2 separate regions of the Zea mays genome follow, and region 1 is linked to region 2. The links are chromatin contacts, called in public Hi-C maps. All regions are on one chromosome and are shown on one strand. The core of a region is the stretch at or near the end of the contact, and the rest is flanking DNA. Distances in the headings are between cores, read along the strand shown.

Evidence for each region. Hi-C and Micro-C count contacts between places; a contact is called where the count stands out from the background.
Region 1: a Hi-C map of ear shows a contact between it and region 2, with 1.5 times the contacts expected there. The contact joins the promoter of LOC100281191 here to the promoter of LOC100272558 in region 2.

The regions. Positions count from the first base shown.
Region 1 is chr6:156,404,237-156,408,983 of Zm-B73-REFERENCE-NAM-5.0, forward strand. LOC100281191 (oxidoreductase, 2OG-Fe oxygenase family protein) reads right to left here and starts at 2,924. Exons shown (of 7, transcript NM_001361084.1): 1 at 2,172-2,924. The coding sequence starts at 2,736.
Region 2 is chr6:156,216,242-156,221,139 of Zm-B73-REFERENCE-NAM-5.0, forward strand. LOC100272558 (alpha/beta-Hydrolases superfamily protein) reads left to right here and starts at 2,170. Exons shown (of 7, transcript NM_001147025.1): 1 at 2,170-2,653; 2 at 2,754-2,775; 3 at 4,022-4,148. The coding sequence starts at 2,503. LOC103630335 (protein ALP1-like) reads left to right here. Exons shown (of 2, transcript XM_008651398.3): 2 at 1-1,473. LOC103631514 reads right to left here and starts at 2,080. Exons shown (of 2, transcript XM_008652407.3): 1 at 1-2,080.

The DNA.
Region 1 (4,747 bases), core at 1,674-4,173, 190 kb after region 2:
GTGAGACAGCTTTCACCACTCCACTAGGTTTGTCCTTTATAGAAACTATAGCATGATTGGAGGGGAAAAAGTGTCCTCCTCGATATATGAATATATATGATAAAGAGGAGAGCGCATAGACGAGATTCGCCAAAGCTGAAAGAAGTGAACACGGGCATTGTAGTATAGATATGTAGGTGCACCGTGCACGAACCGAATGAAAGCAGGGACCAGCTCACCAGCAGCAGTATACATGTTCAATTATTGGGCAAGGACAGGTATAAAAAGATGATACTCCAGTAACCCGCTCTACTTATATCATTCTCTCCTTTTTCTTTTTAGCTTTCGCAATGGTCCATCGCACGCACAAGAAACACACGAATTTTTTTCCATCTACTTTCATTTTAAAAAAGAAAGTCATAGTCCATCGGTTGGGAGTTTTGGGAGAGGACGACTGAAATCTTCTAAAATCGAGACGGGTTGCAAAAAGATAAGCTGACTAACAACAGCAACATGTGGACAAAGCTTGGAACATGATGGCATCATGCCATCATCAATGGACAGCGCATACACCAGCGACGCTGTTGTAACCCAATAATCAATTCAGTGGTACAGCTCGATCGTTCATGTGCAAAGAAATTCAGGAAACTCCCAAAAGTTGTCCGGTCTCCAGTCCCTACGCCACACCTACACTGACGGCCGCGCTATCGGCTGAATACTCGACGGGAGCCGCCACGGTCCACCACCTTCAGCAACATGGCGTCCGGAGACAAGAAGTTCTTTCGCGAAACCCAGCAGACGGGACCCCTCAGAGAGTCACAGTACATTCGGCTGATTGGCCGGGGTTCCGCGAGACAGTCGCCCACGGCCCACGGGCGACCACATGTGCGCCCGGGCTGCCGGGGGCGGCTTCGGCTGATCCAATCGGCGCGGCACCAGATACAGACTCCTATGGCACCCGGAAACCGATATGGGGCCAGGTCGTCGGTCTCCCGGTGGTGGCGTGGTGCGGGTTCATGTGGATCCATTAACTCGAGTTACTCCAGAGGCACGCAGCTGCAGAGCTCGAGTTCAAGGCTGGCATCCGTGTGGTGTGGGTGTGGCACTCACCGACCGACCGCTCGCTCCATCAAGTGAGGAGTCACAAGTTCCGTCGAGGCCAACCGTGTGTGTGCCAAGTCCTGCGCCGATCGATCTGAGAGCGACACATGGGCAGCAATATTCTAAAGCCACGCCCAATTTGCAGACAGAGCAACAGCCAAACGCAGCACCGCTGCACACTTGCACGAACCAGACCTAACCATGCCGGAATGCCCAATCGCAACGATGGATTCGAGGCCGCTGGCCGCCCTCGGCCAGACGGGTCGGGCGGAGGCGCCCGAGCGCCCATAGCTGCACTGCACGTTTAATAAATAAACTACTCCTACGCCAACATCATTAATCGGCGATGCAGCTACAGTAAACGCATCGCGTAATTACAAGAGGCCGCCGTACTGCCACCGGTACTTTTCCGCGGGACCAGGGCAGGGCAAAAGGGTGGCCGCGTGGAGGCGGATCAAGCCGGAAAAGGAGGTAAATAAAACGCCGTCGGAGGAAAAGCATTAGGGTTTTTCCACTCCCGCGACCCGTGATCCCTTTTCACGGGTACTACCTTCTCCGACGGCCAGGATTGACCGAGAGGATGGTGACTCGTTGGACAATGGACATGGACACGAAGAAGAATTATTGGACCTCCGCTCCAATTTTCCACTAACCACCAGAAGAAATGGACCCGTGCGCCATCTCCATTCCCATTTCACATGAACCAATGCTCCTGTGCAGCTTTAAGCAATAGTGCCATGATTAAGCGTAATCTGGAAGCTTGTTAACCTCCTGAATCGAAAACATAAATAGAATTCCCAAAAAAGACATTACTCATCCCGTTATAGTTAGGCCCAAAAGGTAGGAGATTACTAAGGGAAAAAACTTGCGGAGGAAGCCACACCTGGCTACCGGATCCAAAAGTTACGAAGTGGCCGAAATTTTATTTTGACAATTTTAGGAACTCTGCTCTACACGGGTGCGGGCGTTGGCTAAGGAAACGACGATGTCTTCGGCAAATTCGAATGCGGAACGGGATGCAGCAGGCAGGGTAATTAATTGACACGAGCACGGGAGGATTTAATTTGCCGGTCGAGAGTGTTTGTACTTACGTCCGTCTGCGACGGTGTCATCTTCGGTGGAGGGGGGCTTCCGCTCCGACGAATCTCCCGATGAATCAACTTCCACGTCCGGCTCGTGGTACTCCACGGCGCCGTCAGCCAGCTCGGCCGCCGGTGCCGGATCCTGCTCGTGCTCCTGCTCGGGTTCGGGCTCAGCCTCAGCCTCAGCCTCAGCCTCTTCCATGGGCTCGTGGATCACCGTGGACGCGGCCTCCTCGGAGTAGCAGCAGGACCCTGCGGCGGCGCGGGCGTCCGCAACTCGGCGCAGCTCGGCGGCGACGTCCGCGACGGGGTAGAACTTCTGCATGTGGAGGACGGGGAACCAGTTGGCGCGGCGGCGGTGGATCGCGGCGAAGACGGGATCGTACTCGGGCCCGCCGCCGCCGATCTGCGCCAGGTGGCCGCACAGCGCGTCAATCATGGCGTTCGCGGCCGCGAACTCGCCGCGGAACCAGCCGATCACCGCGTCCCTGGCCGCCACCTCGGGCGCCGCGGGAACCCCAGCCGCGGCGGCCGAGCCCACCGGCAACCCCGGCATGCCGGCCGCCGTCGTCATCGCTCCCGCGATCGCCTGCCCACGCTCGTGACAGCCCTGCCTCTCTCTCACTCGCTCACTCTACCGCCCCACGACCGAGTTCCCTACGCCACTCGTCTACCTCCCCAACCCCTCTTCTCTCGTAATGGCGTTGGTTCAACTCGACCCGTTGGCTTGGTTGGCCCTGGCAAAACAGAGGAAGACGATGCGGGTCGCTGGCTCGCCCGGGGCGCTCGTATAAATACCTCGGCGGGTGCCCGGTGCCAGCCCCAGGCGGGTGACGTGGCGGCGTGCCGGAGCCTAGCGGGCGCGGATCCGGCGTAGAGGTTGAATTGCGGTTAGTTAAAAGGTCCGGGTCGCTTTTATGCCTGCGGCCTACGGGCTACGACGGGGGAGGCGGGCAACTGGGGCGCGTCGCGTGCGGACCGCTCGCGCCACCCACCGGCCGGACCGCCGGAGCTCCTGAGTGGCTGAGTCCTGAGGGTGGCAGCGTCACTCGCGTCACCATACACCCGGACCCGACCTTGGGGCGCATGCCGTGCGGCGCGGCCGAGTCGTGGGGCCCACGGCAAGGTGGCTTAGGCCATATATGCCTTATCTGTGCGTTCGTGGGCGCAGTCTGCTGGACCACGAATGATCCTGGCCGTCCGCTTCCAGAGCCCCACACGGACATGTCCGGCTCCCTTTCACAGCCCGGTTACGATTTTTTTTTTCTTTCGGAATGATAGATGCTAGCGATGTATCGTGGACTGTGTGGCTACATTCCAAATGAGGCCTTGTTCGGTTATTCCCAATACACATGGATTGGATGGAATTGGAAAAAATGAAGAAGAAGTTTGACTTGTTTGGGATTCAAACTCATCCAATCCCACTCAATCCACATGGATTGAGAGCTAACCGAACAAGCCCTGACGTGGAGGGCGTTGAGGAAGTGAAGATGACACGGGATGCTGTAACGCGCGTAGAGACAAATCAATCCTTGGGACGTTGTTGAACGGACCAGAGAAAAGCAATTGGAGTTGGAGCCACGACTGATTAGATAGATGATCTTGTAGGTGCGGTTCCTCAGAGCGTGGTCAGACGGTGGAAGCGTATGACCAACCTCTTGGATTGATAATAAGAATACAAATTGTAAAACTGTGTAGCATAGTTATAACTACTTTACGCCTTATTGTTTCAGCTGCAGTTTTAGGACTTTTGTCTTAAAAAAAGGCTAGGTTTCTGACTTTTTTTTGCTAATGGCTTTAACCGATATATTTTTTATTTGGCTTCTAGGTGTTTGATTCAGCTATTGAGTTTTTCAATAAAATTTTAGCTTCTAGGTTACACCAAATCTAGAAAAGTTTTTTTAGTGTGTTTTTCAGCATTTGCAGGGTGTGTGACATTGAGAAACATTCTAAATTCTCAGTATATAATCATTACAACCTAGATTAAAACGAGAACCTAAAGGGTGTGATTGGATGCCTAGTCGCGCGTGTCCAAGCCCTCCGCGTCCTATTGACTGTGCTTCACCGGTGATTGGTGGGTTGCACGCGCCAAGGTTAGCCCGCACGGGCGGATGCAACCCCGACATTTTTTGGCCTCTGCGTGCACGCGTGCAGATATGGGGAGGGAGGTTCCCTACCCGTCTAGACCGCCGCGAGCCCAGCACTGTTGAGCCCAGCTATAGATGGCAATGAGTACCCCCGAAATCCGACACTCGATGGGTTTTTAACCTATTAGGGTATGGTTTTGGGTCAATCTTCGTACCCATGAGTTTCTTAATGGGCATAAATCTATACCCGACGGGTTCATGTGTATGTGTTTGTTCCTATAGTACTCAAACTCGCGAACCCGTGGGTTTTTTAAACTCGACCGAACCTAGTGCATATTGTCATTTTATTTTATAAACGAACAACAAACTTGTTATCTCCCTATTTACTTCCTAATTTTTATCAAATGAGAATGTATAGGTAGTTGGTGAGAGTGTTGATTGCTTGCTATTATAGTTTATACTAGCATTATATATGTGGTGGATGGATAATTTAGTGCA
Region 2 (4,898 bases), core at 920-3,419:
TGCTTGTACATCTCGAGTACAGTCAACTAATAAATATTCCAATAGCTATTACGAGTTGACCTATCTGAGTCGCTGAAGTACCACTCGTCACTCACATCCGGGCAGTAGAACTCCTCTTCGTCGACAGATGGTTCAGTAACTGTTGGAGGGGTCGAAGGAGATGTCGGTTGAACACTTATGTCATCCCCCTCGTACTTAGCAATTTCAGGAAAAGCTTGGACTTTTGCCTCTAAGGCATCTTGGTGAAGCAAATCAAGTTTTTCTTTCATGGCAAAGAGGGTTCTAGCTAATATCTCTTCGTCATGCATGTGGTCTAATGCATGATCTACTAATCCACGAAGGGATTTTGTGGCATCCTCGGCACAGTCGACAAGTACTTTAACCAAAGACTTCATGGTGTCTTCTTTCGAGGATGTCATTCGTAACTGTGCTGCAAAGAATAATAAATGAACAAACACTACGATTTCCTTATGAACCAAACAGGCGGAACGAATTCAGAACAGGCCTACATATTTATCAATGATGTTGCATGCAACAAGTAAAGATTTCAATTGTACTAGTCATATTCAACCATGGAACATAACATAATTATATTAGTATAAGACTGGAATTGTTATGACAGGTAAGGCCAACTTATGGGAATTAGGAATACCATAAATCTGACAAGTTCGATATATTGTTGTATCATGTGCTCATGGACTAGAAATAGAAGCAATGCACTCATTGTCCAGCACTAACAGATGTTTGATGTCAGTCTTGTATATAACAGTTAAGGAAATAAATAACAAACAATGCACTCCATGTAAGAAACAAACAATGCTTTAATGCGAGGGTTGAACAAAACATTGTAGGATACAAAAAACAAGGTATGTACTCCATGCAAGCACAAACATAATGAACATAATAAATAACTGTCTGCTCAAACCATATCTTGCAAAAGAAAACTTAATGTTAATGGGAAGATATGCACAATACTACAACACAATTAATTTAGGGTTATACACAATACTACAACAGAAATAAAGAAGTTGTTGTATGAATATAGAAACCTACTATATGAAGGTGGACAATTGTTTAGTTTCGTCCACTCGTATACAAGGGTGACAAACAAATTGGGGGGTAGTACAGCAACACAATGAGGGTTCCCATAGACCTCACACTATGAATGAACTTGAGGCATACTAAGTTCAGAAGTAATGCCCCCTCTGATTATGTCAATGAGAGTTTTAGAACGCATAATAAACAATGAACATTACACTGAGTTGGTTGAATTAACACATTGTTGGGCACCCAACTATTATCACTCTACTACATTTTATAAAAATGACCTGTTGTTGTGGACAGTGGTCATCCTAAATTAATTGGAGACGACTAGAGTTGAAGCCAGTATGCAAGCAACTTCGTAGTTTAGGGATTACAAATTTATGGCAGGTGAAAAACCTGACGCCCGAATTGTAAGCACAACCAAAATTAGTTGGACCAAGTTTGAAATACATTAACCGGGTCAGTACCTTAGAAGTGTGAAACCCTAATAGGCAGAGCAGATCCGCGGAAATGAGTGAACTGGGGATTCATCGGTTGTTTGCGGATGAAATATCTTACGGTTCAAAGGATAACTGGATTGCCGTATTAAAAAGATGTTGAAAGATGTGCGGAAGAGTAACATAATCATTACGGGTCCAAGGGCGTACCTCAAGATCCGAAGATTTGGGCGGTAATAAGACGATTCGAACTGCTGGATTGGGGATCCGATGCTGGAGTCGATGGTCGGACGGTGAAAGCAACCAAGTAGTGGCGACGAACCTGGAGGGAGCCGGATTTGCGCCCTCTTCGTCTTCGGTCTTGAACGGAGCACCTTGCTGACCACCTCGGCTTCGTCGTCCACAGCTCCGACGCGGACCGGCTCCCTAGCGCGCCCGAATCGCCGTCGCCTCGTCGCGAATCGCCGAAACGCAGTCGCCTCGAACAGGAGAGAAGACGACCGCGAAGCTTCCGGTCCGTGCCGCGGGCGGATTCTTCCGCGCGAAGAAGTGGAGGGGGAGTGCACAGTGACGCCCTGCATCTGGCGTGAGAGAGAAGAGGGCGGCGGCGAGGGGAGGCGGATAGCGGTGACCGCTGCGGCGGTAAGGGGTGAACAGTACCCCCTATAGCGTGCACAGTGATAGGGGAGGGGGTGCGAAGGGGGGAGCGCTGCAGATAGTCTCAAGTCCGCTTCCTGTGCTGGTCCGCCGTCGCTCTCTGTTCGCCGTCCGCCGTGCCGTCCATCCGCCCCGCTCCACGCAGCTTGGGAATAACGGATCGCCGCTCGCTATCCCTCGACCTCGGTAGAAAGTTCCAAACGACCACGACGTCCTCTTGGTCTCCCGCTGTCATCAGTCCGCAATTCCGCATTTCTATTGTCCTTTTTCCGTCGCATCCGTTTCGTCTCTTTGCTCGCATCTGGCCTCAAGCCCCTCAGGCCTCAGCTCACCACCACGAACCAACCGACAGAAAGAGGGACGAATGGCGAGCTCTCAGTGCTGCGATAACCCGCCGGCCCTGAACCCGGCCTGCGGGGAGGGCAAGGTCGTCGACAGCTTCGGCGGGCTCAAGGCCTACGTCGCCGGCCCCGAGGACTCCAAGGCCGCCGTCGTCCTCGTCGCCGACGTCTTCGGTATGTGCTTCGTTTTCCTTCGAATCTGCTTCCCCTCGAGATCTTTCGCTTGGGGTATGTATGACGCGTCTTACAAGTAAAAGCCTTTCTCCTCTTGCAGGATTCGAAGCGCCGATTATGAGGTATCACACTATCACTCCGTGTGACGGACTCCCCCCTGACCCCTTATGTTCTTTATCACCATCATCATTTTTTTTCACAAACGCCCTTGCATCGATAGATCTGTAGAATCACTAGGATTGATTGAGATGAATCGTGGTGGATTTTTAGGGGATATCTGATATCAATGACAGGTGATTATGTGCTGCTAGTCTAGATTGCTAGGAAAAACTGTATTATTTTGCTCGACTTCCTAGTTAAACACTGAATAGTGGTGAAACTTGTAATTTTTTTTGATCAGTTGCTTTATCCAATTCAGGGTCTATGCCAATGGGTGTTAGGCCATCTCCAGGAGACCGTGTAAAAGGTCGTGTAAAGTACTGTTTTGCACTGTAAATTGCACTTTCTGCATAGTTAAGTTTAAAATAGGGGTGAAATAGTGAGTCTGCTGGAGATAGTCTCATACTCTCTATTTTGAATGACTCTATTTTGAATGAGCACAAAGGGCGAGAAATGAGCTTCAATCAGCCTTCTCTATTTATAGATGAATTAGGGATATTTTTTAAGATTTTTATTGAACCTTTTGAAGTTAAAACAGTAAAAAATGGCTAGTTCTAAACTGCTAATACACGTGGTGCTGATGTGGGGGTGATATCGCCCCCTATCACCGGGCAATGGGAGAGCAGCCCTGCCCCCCGAAACCCATGTATTGGATCTTGGGAACATTCTTCCTGGGGGTGAAATAGTGAGTACTGCCCGGACGAACCAGCCTTAAACACCACCTCCTGCTAGTTCTGGAAGTTTGTTGCGACAAGATGGAAAGTTTTGTGAATCAGATCACAGTACAACAACTATTCACGGTTCACTACTACTCCTAAGTTCCAAATTGTAAGAGTAAGTTGTTTCAGTATTTCTAGATACATAGTATATCAATAGCCGTGTACCTAGAAAAGGCAGAATGACCTACAATTTGGAGTGGAGTAGTAAATAGCCTACCTATATAAGCTAAATATTACTTCATATATTACATGTGCATTCTTCCTGTGTGTTTTTGCAAATGGAACATTGAGTTATTATTCAAAAACTTTGGAACTGGACGACGTCTGCTCTTACTGTGTTGTATTTTTAGAATGGTTCCCAAGATCCAATACTGAAGTTTAATGATGATCTCTGGTCGTGTTCTCTTTAAACGCTACCAAATTTTATCATAATCACTAGTGTCTCCTGGAAACGTATTTTGATTGTATTTTCTTGTCTTATCTCATGAAGGAAGATAGCCGACAAGGTTGCTTCGTCAGGGTACTTTGTTGTGGTACCAGATTTGTTTCATGGGGATCCTTATGCACCTGAGAATGTTGAGAAGCCCTTTCCTGTGTGGATAAAGTCACATACTCCGGTTTGTTGTCCCCTGCCCCTTCCCTGAAATATTCTTGTAAATATTTGGCTGTACCTTGTTTCTATTCATGATGATTCATATCGATCAGATGGATAGACCTAGTGCCGGTGGCTCCCATATGAGTGGGGTTTGGGTAAGGAATAACCAAGGCAAACCTTCTCCCTGCATTTTTGCAGAGAGGTTGCGTCGAACCCAGGATTTTTGGCTTAGTGGAAAGACTTTTCACCACTGCGCTAGGCCTGTCCTTCTCATGGTTCAGATCAGATGAGAAATAAAAATTAAGGAGATAATGAAGAAGTTATTAGGTGGTTGAAGAATGTTTTAAACTCCTAACTGTCAATATCCAGATGACGCTAAACATGATCTTCTAACAGGATGCATTATATTGGCAGTCAAACTACTGTCTGTAAATGTTACTGCCAAGTAACAATATATCTGATGAGTATGATCCTTCTCATTTAAACTGGACTAAAAGTAGAATTCCGTACCTGCATACATACTGTTCACTGACAGTATGTTCTTTATGGTGCCATGATTTTACATCTCTGGTTCCAAATCTGAATTTCTTATAGTTAGTGTATTTGTGCGCCTGCGTGATAAATGATGATATGAGACAAGCTATATTGCAATAGTTAAGAAGGCTATTCTAAGCACGTTTGTACTTTGGTATTCTTATTTTCTCTTAGGTCCCGTTTGTTTCGTTAGAATTGAATTCCATTTTAATAATTATAATTTAGACAAAACTAATTA